Linked DNA regions of Mus musculus: regions 1 and 2 are each linked to region 3. Evidence: chromatin contacts called from public HiChIP or PLAC-seq and promoter capture Hi-C data. All regions are on one chromosome and are shown on one strand. The core of a region is the stretch at or near the end of the contact, and the rest is flanking DNA. Distances in the headings are between cores, read along the strand shown. Region 1 overlaps Tmigd3 (transmembrane and immunoglobulin domain containing 3). Region 2 holds the start of I830077J02Rik (RIKEN cDNA I830077J02 gene). Region 3 holds the start of Inka2 (inka box actin regulator 2).

Evidence for each region. HiChIP or PLAC-seq counts read pairs in DNA pulled down with a chosen protein or histone mark. Capture Hi-C pulls out chosen DNA fragments and counts their contacts.
Region 1: an H3K27ac HiChIP or PLAC-seq map of microglia shows a contact between it and region 3, with 6 times the contacts expected there. The contact joins the enhancer-like site here to the promoter of Inka2 in region 3. A contact is called at or near these places in 18 of 39 promoter capture datasets (the 3T3-L1 cell line, 3T3-L1-derived adipocytes, the C10 cell line and 12 more), 11 of 484 Hi-C or Micro-C datasets (CD8 T cells, the G1E-ER4 cell line, bone marrow-derived macrophages and 7 more), 17 of 115 datasets of contacts at active chromatin or transcription factors (the HPC-7 cell line, bone marrow-derived macrophages, craniofacial prominence and 13 more) and 3 of 9 other capture datasets (adipose tissue, liver and pancreatic islet).
Region 2: a promoter capture Hi-C map of liver shows a contact between it and region 3. The contact joins the promoter of I830077J02Rik here to the promoter of Inka2 in region 3. A contact is called at or near these places in 12 of 39 promoter capture datasets (the C10 cell line, cranial neural crest, embryonic stem cells and 7 more), 1 of 484 Hi-C or Micro-C datasets (bone marrow-derived macrophages), 6 of 115 datasets of contacts at active chromatin or transcription factors (the HPC-7 cell line, bone marrow-derived macrophages, fetal liver and 2 more) and 2 of 9 other capture datasets (adipose tissue and liver).

What each region holds. Positions count from the first base shown.
Region 1 is chr3:105,909,348-105,912,242 of GRCm38.p6, reverse strand. All of the region lies in intron 1 of Tmigd3 (transmembrane and immunoglobulin domain containing 3), which reads right to left. Among named protein-coding and RNA genes, the nearest start is that of Adora3, 6.4 kb to the right of the region's middle. Within about 2 kb of position 1,557, at least 87 of the 459 cell types and tissues checked have an H3K27ac peak or open chromatin away from gene starts, as enhancers often do. A contact at or near this core is called in CD8 T cells, the HPC-7 cell line, bone marrow-derived macrophages and 3 more, where this site is marked.
Region 2 is chr3:105,930,944-105,934,094 of GRCm38.p6, reverse strand. I830077J02Rik (RIKEN cDNA I830077J02 gene) reads left to right here and starts at 1,431. Exons shown (of 6, transcript NM_001033780.3): 1 at 1,431-1,537.
Region 3 is chr3:105,703,340-105,706,226 of GRCm38.p6, reverse strand. It overlaps Inka2 (inka box actin regulator 2), which reads right to left and starts at 1,628. Exons shown (of 2, transcript NM_175398.4): 1 at 1,402-1,628. The coding sequence starts at 1,458.

The DNA.
Region 1 (2,895 bases), core at 308-2,807, 210 kb before region 3:
AGGGTCAAGCTTTCAGATGTCTGACCCAGCAATCAATCTCATGCGAGATCAAGGATGGCCCCGAACCTGGGAGCCTCCAGCTTCCATCGCCAAGGAGCTGGAATTACAGTATGTGGACAACACTGACTGGTTTGTATCTAGTATCAACAGAGATAAGGAAGGACTGCATTTTTTTAAGAAATCAATTATTATTTTCTGAGTAACATAGACAGTAGTAAGCATTTATTATCTCCTCCTGGTCTGTTTGGGTCACAGATCCAGGGTCATGCTTGCTATATATATATCAAGTTCAAGGACAACCTGAATGACAGGAGATTCTGTCTCAAATTGGAAAAATCAAAAAAATAAAACAAATAAGAAGACAGGGGTATGAAGATCCTACAGTCAGTGTTAGCTGTCCATTCTGGAGCTGTCCATTCTGGAGCTGTCCATTCTGTTCCCCGCGCTCTCTCTTAAGGCTATGATTGATCTTTAGATTCAGGGGAGGAAAAGTACATAGGTTACTGAGAACCCACATGGAAAATGGAGAGAACCGCCTCCACAAAACTGTCCTCTGACCTCCACGTGTGCTGTCACACATGCCCTGCCACATAGCCACACGTCCACATGGCATGGATGTTATTAGTCCCATGTTACAAATGAGGAGCGCACACAGCAGTTTAAGTGAGTAGCAATGAAAACCTCTTTCCATTGTGTTGTCTCCTCTCTCTCATTCTCTCTCTCTCTCTCTCTCTCTCTCTCTCTCTCACACACACACACACACACACACACACACACACACACACAAATGTAATAAAAATGGAAGAGGAGAAAAAGCTTTTGGCTGACTCTTGGTAGGCTAGTCTCTATTTCCACTTGACTTGTATTTTTAAAAAGCAAAGTAATAAACCCATGTATTTGGCATGTACATTTGTTCAGTGTCTTCATATGAAAGAGAGGAAACCCACCCCTATATTTGTCTGTGTGTCTCTGTACCTTTTCTCTTTAGAGAAAACTCCCCAGTTTTCCTTTTAGGATGAAAACTTGCTGGCCAGAGGCAAGCCTCATGGGAAGACCCCTGGCACACTGATCTCTAAACCTGAAACCAGAGTGGAGCTACTCAGTTGTAGCCAGAAATTTTTGGTTTGCCTTTGCTAAATACTCTATGCTAAATGAGTATTTTTCACACGCCAGGCTTCAGCTTCTTCTGGGCCCCAGGTTTTGGCTTCTTCCGAGCTGGCATAGCTCTTTATTCTCTCTTGGCAAGAATGAAACCACCCAGGTCCCAGCGAGCCACCAGTGGTAGTCAGAGGGACAAAGAAAACAAAAAAGAAAGTCAAAGTCCTTCTCAGAACCTCATAGGCATGGGTCTAACGATACCAGCAAGCCCGGCCGTGATGGTCCTTCCCACTGGAGTCAAGTGATTACTTTGAATCAAGCCTCCTCACAAAGGGGAGACTGAGCGATGTCACAATAATGGAGCTTGAAATTAAAAGTCAAGAGGTGCAGTGTGAAGAGTACCAGGAAACCAAGACTCTACAGCACTTCCCCCTCACCGTCCAGCCAACTGAGCAGAGGTTGTGACACCCCGGAGCAAGCCCAGGGCCTCTTCCTGGAGCTGCTCTCAAACTAAATCAGAGACTCAGTAAGGGGAAGCCCCGAGCTCTTGATTCTTCTGGAGTGAAGAATGAGAAAGAAGGGACCACTGCTGAAATGATGACAAGAGGAATTAGGTGACCGAGCTCAGGACAAGGACAAGGCTTTAGACGAACGTCAGGAATAGCTAATTCCACTTTCAGGTTCCCGCTTCTCTTTGCTTAATTGGAACCATTGTCCTGAGGTTCTCATCAAATCAATACGTTGTCTCTGGGAGTGAGACTCTGTGGGTAGCTTCAGATTCAGAGAGGCAAAAGCAAGGGTGGGGCTGCAGGGCTCCAGTCAAGTGACTGAGCCTCAAGTACGACGCGATGATCAATCTTGTTTTGTTTTGTTTTGTTTTTTCCTCCTTCTCCCATCTCCTCCTGCCAAGGTCTCACTGTGTATTCCTGGCTGGCCTAGTATTCACTACATAGACAGGGCTGGCCTTGGGTTCACAGAGTTCTCTGCCCCCCGCCATATCCTACCCCCCCAATATTGGGAGTAAAAGTATGTCTGTCATACTTGGTCAATGGTCAACTTTTGTTTTCCAGACCACAGAGACACTATGACCAGGTGCCTCACCCTCACACCATTATGCCTTATCCACCATGATCAACTGCACCTTCACACTGAGATAAAAATAACTGTAGTAGCCACTTCACAGAATTTCAGAGCCAAGGGGCACTTAAAATCTCAGTGGTTGGAAAAGGATTGACAGAGTTAGGGAGAGTCTCTAATCCCATAGCAAACCCCCCCCCCCCCAGCTATGGCCTACACTCACAACCATAGCCCTGGGGAAATAGCCAGATACCTGGGCCTTGCCAGCTTAGACTAAGTGTTGAGCCCAAGGCCAGTTAAGAGAATTTGTTTCAGAGGCAGAGGCAGGCAGATTTCTGAGTTCGAGGCCAGCCAGCCTGGTCTACGAGAGTTCCAGGACAGCCAGAGCTACACAGAGAAACCCTGTCTCGAAAAACAAAAACAAAAGAGAATCTGTTTCAAAATAAACAAGGTGGGCAGTACCCACCTTGGTAGGAAAGGGATATCTGAATTTGTCTTCTGGCCTTCACATGCAAAATTCACACGCACCCCCCCACCACCACCACCACCACCACACACTAATGTGCACCTTCTCACACAGGAACATGTGCACACACAACCCCAAAAAATATTGACTATTTGCCTTATATTTCGTAACAGAATTTATCAGGCACTCAAAGATCGCTTTTACTAAATAGCACTGACTCCTCATCTGGGTTCACAGAGTAACTAGGAGCCAGC
Region 2 (3,151 bases), core at 182-2,681, 230 kb before region 3:
AATACACTGCCTAATCCCGTCCACCAATCCTTAGGTGGTTTGTGGCATCTGCCTGATAGTATTTTCCTAGTAAATGCTTATAAATAAATGAATCTTGGGTGCTGGAGAGAAGACTCGGTGGTTAAGAGCACTGACTGCTCTTCCGAAGGTCCTGAGTTCAAATCCCAGCAACTACATGGTGGCTCACAACCATCTGTAACAAAATCTGACACCCTCTTCTGGAGTGTCTGAAGACAGCTACAGTGTACTAACATATAATAAATAAATAAATCTTTTTTTTTTAATTCTTCTATAACATTGTTTAATACTTGCAAGTTTGAATAGGTAAATTTCTTTTCATTTTTTATTAGATATTTTCCTTATTTACATTTCAAATGCTATACCGAAAGTTCCCTATACCCTCCCCCTGCCCTGCTTCCCTACCCACCCACTACCACTTCTTGGCCCTGGCATTCCCCTGTACTGGGGCATATAAAGTTTGCAAGACCAAGAGGCCTCTCTTCTCAATGATGTTCCAACTGGTAATAAGGACAAATGTTCCACTATGTTCATAGCAGCCTTATTTATAATAGCCAGAAGCTAGAAAGAACCCAGATGTCCCTCAACAGAGGAATGGATACAGAAAATGTGGTACATTTACACAATGGAGTACTACGCAGCTATTAAAAACAGTGAATTTATGAAATTCTTGGACAAATGGATGTATCTGGAGGATATCATCCTTAGTGAGGTAACCCAATCACAAAAGAAGTCACTTGATATGCAGTCACTGATAGATAAATCTTTTTTAAAAATAAAATATATATATATTAATCTTCTGTTCCCTCCAAAGGTATTTCAATGCTCTGAATACACTTGAGTTCCCACTGTTTAATTTTGACAGGTAACTCTTCATTTTTCTATCTCAGCTTCATCTCCTTCATCAGGCCAGATGGAATTTATAAAGGCCTTGCTGTTGGTGATGAGGTCATACTGGTGTCAGTAAACTTCGGGGGTGGGGGGAGGGCGTTAAATAATAAACTCTTCCCTAGAAATGAACTTTCCTCGATCTTCTGGCATTCATGTGTGAAAATGTATACAAGCAACTCTTATGGCTTACAGGATCTTTAGAACTGTGCCACAGGGTGGGGTGGGGCTACGGCTCGCTTGGTAGAGTGCTTGCCTCCCTTTCATGGAGATCTGGGTTTAATCCCAGCACCACACAAACCAGGCATGGTGGTTCAGGCTGTGGTCCTAGTATTCAGGAGGATCAGAAAGGCAGTATCATTCACAGCAGGTGGAGACCAGCCTAGCTCTGTGAGAAGAGAGCCAATCTAAAGAAAAGGAAATGAGGGAAAGGGGAAAAAAAAATACCATTGGCCTCAAAGAGGAAGTCTGTGCCTTGGAGCTTAAACATATCTTTGCGACACAGCCTGAGGGTGACAGTGACAGTGGGAGTAAACTTTGTTTCATCATTTCTGAAAACCAAGACTAGGAACAGAAAAGTCAAACGCTCAGTCTCACAGCTGCATCGTATGACTGGAGTCTTTCTGGAAAGGTAAAGACCCTTCTAATCCAGACTAAATAATTGCCCATCAGAGGACATTTTAATTATCTGTTTAGTGCTGGCTTCTGATGTTGTTCTTTGGGTGGGGGAAGGGTTACATTGGAACGGCTGTGTTGCACAGGCCTCACCGTATGGAGTGTGAGTCTCTCATGCCAGATCAAACTGCAAAGAGCATTGTTCTTGGCTCAACTTTCTGCTTCTGACAAATGCTTGGATTATTGTTATTCTCTTCTGGGATTAAAAAGTGTGTGTGTGTGTGTGTGTGTGTGGTGTTGTGTACATATCAAAACCAACTTTCAAGTCACTTCTTTCCTTCCACCTTTGCATGGGATCTAGGAAACTCAGCCTTCCAGAGTTGTGGGGTATGTACCTTTACCTGCTGAGCCACCCCTCTTGCCCGTATTTTGGTTGGTTTTGATCTGTTCTGTTCTGTTTAGACAGGGTCTCACTATGTACCCCTGACTGGCCTGGAACTCAGGCGCTCCTGAAATTTAAAGAGATCGGCCTGCCTCTGCCAACTTGTGGGATTAGAGATGTAAACACACCATGCCAGGCTCCCTTTGAATTTTTTGGACAGATTCTGTGTAATCCAGGCTAGATTTGACCTCATGGCAATTCTCCTGCCTCAGCCTCTCCAGTGAGTGCCAACACACCTGACTAGATTGTTGTTTTTAAAGGTAAATATGTTTGTTGGGTTTTGTCACCTAGATTTGTAAGTAGCTGTTTCTCTGTGGTGTTGTCATATGACCTAGTCTGTTACAGTAGGGTGGCCTAGGATTTTTTTATGTGCTAATATTTCTTTGAGTTGCTTCTTTATATAGAACCACTCCTGCAAAAGCAGAGGTATCAGTAGCTCTAAATGTAAGGTCTAGTGGAAAGTCATACTCCTCAGGAAGAATACATTTCAATACTTTCTATTTTATAGAACATATAAATGTATACTATAATAAAATACAAAATATGCTAATATTTTATGGTGTTCTCCAATGAATACCATTGACTTATTTTATTTTATTTTGAGACCGGTTCTCCCTATTCATAGTGACTGGCCTGTCCTAGAATTCACTATGTAGACCAAGCTGATCTCAAATCCACAGGCATCACTTCCTATGCCTCCCAAGTGCTGGGATTAAAAGCATGTACCACCTCACATGGCCAACATGAATTTCAAAAGGAACCAAAAGGTGATAGAAAAAGTGTTACCCCTGCTCATTCTGGGTGGACCATGGTCTTCCTGTTCTCACAGTTCAGACTTCCAACCAAATTTTCTTGTCAGCACTTCCCTTTTGCTCTGACAGCGACAGATACAAGAATGCTGAATGGTGAGCTACGGTATAATGCTGCCTTGCTATTGCTTTAATGACACTTGGGGACAGGAATCCTTCTTAACCTCTCTTCCCCTGCCCCCATATCTAAGGATAGGCATATTCACTTATAGAAACTGACTGGTTAAAGCATATGAGCCACTTATGGCATTTTTCTAAGTAAATTGCCTTCGGACTCAGAGGATTTGTAGAACCCCAGTGTTTTTTTAATGATGGGTTTGCCTAAATATGAATTAAAGTTGTGGCCACCAAAAAGTAACTAGGGTTGTAGCTGACATTT
Region 3 (2,887 bases), core at 379-2,878:
GTCATCACAGAAAGGGCTCAGAGGGAAGGACTAAGGAAGTGAACTATAACGTGAAAAGGCAGTCTCTTGGACCAGACCGGACAAGACTAGGGCCAGGTCGTCTTGGTCAGGAGCATCAATGAAAGCACCTGCTATTCTACTTCTGCTTCCTCTCTCCACCCTACTACCACCAAAGCCTGCCTGTTACACATTGCCAGGCAGGCAGAGTGGAATCTCTGCAGCTAGGACTGGAAAGGTTATCTCTCGGGATCTTAAGAAGCCTGAGCTGGGCACTCTCTGAATCCAGATCTGCCTGGGTGACCTGACTGAATAGAAGAAAGAAGGAGCTAAGTGAGCCAGGAGGGCCTACTGCCATGGGAGATAAAAATGAAGGAGACATTGAGAGGTGGAGTGGGAGGTAGAAGCTAAGGCAGTCTAGATGGAGAAGGGACGGGCGGAGCTGAGAAAAGACGCACATTACCTACCTATCTGTCTGAATCCTGGTGGTAAAGGAAAACCAGAAGGGAGGGAGAAAGGGAGGGAAGGAGGGGAAGGAGGAGGGAGAGGGGAAAGAGGAGAGAGAAGAGAGACAAGAGGAGAGAGAGGCAAGAGAAAGAAATCAGAATTCACCTGGCTTCCCTAACACAGCCTTAACAGTCACTTATCCCTCTTCAGTGATTCATCCCCCCACTCCAGGGTAGCATACTCACCCTCAGCACCCCGAGGCCCCGCACACTCCCAGCGCACTCCCCAAGCCCAGACCTGACATCTGGCCGAGCCTCCACAACTCCCGCTCCGCGATCTGCCAGGCGGCACCCCTCCTCCCCCGTCATTACAGCTGCCACCCCCCTCCCTGCTGGCAGACAAGCCCGGGCAGACAGCCGGCCAAGCCTGCCCCCGCAGCCGCGCCAGCTCTGCCAAGCCCAGCAGAGCTGGGGGCCCCGGGCGGTGCCAGCTCCCCACGAGCGAGCGAGCAGTCCAGCCTGACCTCCTGCACAGGGCAGGGACCTGTCTGCGCGCTTCAGGAGCCCGGCACCCGACCACTGGCGCCCGATGCCTGTGCCTGTCATTCCTGCGACTCTGGACACTTGAGCCTTACTCCGTCCGTGTGCCTGTCCCCTCTGGGTGTGTCCTCCTTTCTCTTCAGTTGTTCTGTCACATTCAACTTATCTGGGTGCTCTGACTCCCTGTTACTTGTCCATATCTCATCAGAAATCTTTGCCAAAGTTTGTTACCTCTGAGCAACGTCCCTAGCCTCTACCTACCAGTTGGCATCCTCTCTCCTCTCCTCTCCTCTCCTCCCCTCTCCTCTCCGCTTCCGCCCGGTGCACGGAGCGCGGGGGGGGGGGGGGGGGGCAAGTCAGGTACCTAGGTCTGGGTGGAGCAGTCCTCCCTGTCCCCAGGCTCCTGCTCCGATCTTACCAGCTCCTGTTTGAGGCGACGCAGATAGCAGTCCATGTCCTTGCTCTCCTTTGTCATTCGCCCATTTGCTGGGCTCGGGCTCACGAGAAAGTAGGGTTCTCAGTGCGCTCCGCGCCCTTATCCGCGCTGAGCCGAGCCTCAGCTCCAGCGTGGGGACTTAGAGCGGCGTTCCCCGCTGCTGCCGCTCAATGCCCGGGATAGGGGCGGAGGAAAAGTGCAGCAGCCAATGAGAACTCAGAAGGGGTATCTTCGGCCAATGGGAAGAGCGGTCGGGGAGGGGGGGTGCTCGGGCCTGGCGACCCGAGAAAGTCTGTCACCGGCCTTGCAGACAGCAGCAACTACTGGGAGACTCGCAGAGGTCTTGATTAGGTTCTGGGTTCTGTGGGGCATGGAACTGGCAAAGCCCCCAGTCAAGTGCATTCATTGTCTATTATAAAGGAAGAACGCAGTTTTAGGATTGAGGACTAGGACTAGGCAGGAGGGTCACAGTGTTGAATCTTAACTCCTTTCAGAGAAGAAAACGCTCTCCTTTGCCTTCCCCTTAAATCCCTCAGAAGCCTTTTCTTTCTAAAGAGGGTCCTGGAAGTTCACGGCTCCATTTCATCTCCTCCGGGCCCACTCCTCTCTAGCGCTAGCGGAAGGAAGCGGCTTCCGCTAGGTCTCAGCTGGTGTGGCAGTCTATTGTGTTCAAGGTAGACCTGGTGATACTGAGTAAGAGAGACAAGGTCTCAGCCTTGCATAACTTTTATCGTGGAGGAGAAGGAACTATGAGACAAACAAGTAAATATGAGGATAGTCACTTCAGAGAGCGAATTTTAATGGAAGATTTAAAGATGGGGTGTTGGGAGCTGTTTCAATAGAGTTGGCAGGGAGTGGAGAAACAGGCCTTTCCCTTCCTAGAACTCCCTAATGCTGGCCTTCTTGAATAGGGGAGAAGAGGACTTGAGGACGCTCTGAGGATAGTTGACAGGCATTTCCCTGGTACCCATGCAGTAACTCCTAGGGGTGTAAGGGGTGGAGTTGGGGCACAGCGAAAGGGGTGCTTCTGCAGGCCAGTCCAACTCGATACTTCTAAAGCCGGCCTCCTGGCCACTTGCCTGACTTAAGTTACCCTCGGTGAGCAAACACCTCACCATTCGGCCTGCCAGAGTAATTAGTAACAATTTGCTTTGCTTTGTTTCAAGAAAATTAATAGGGGAAAGTTTGCCCCTGGCAAGATTTTGGTGGTCTGTGTGAGACAGAACCAAAAGGATGCAAGAGAAGCCGCGAAGGGAGAAAGCAGACACTGTGGACATTCATTTGATGCCAGCCAAGATCACTTCTTCAAAAACATTTAGGGGGTAGGTGAAGAACTTGGTGACTGTGACTATGCTCCTGGCCTATCTTCTCACTCCTCTTCAGAGTGATGTGCCAGTCAGAAAGTTAGGCTGGACGGTGTTGGTGCTGTTGAATCAGTTCAAGAAAGTAGTGGGTCAGAGCAGCATCC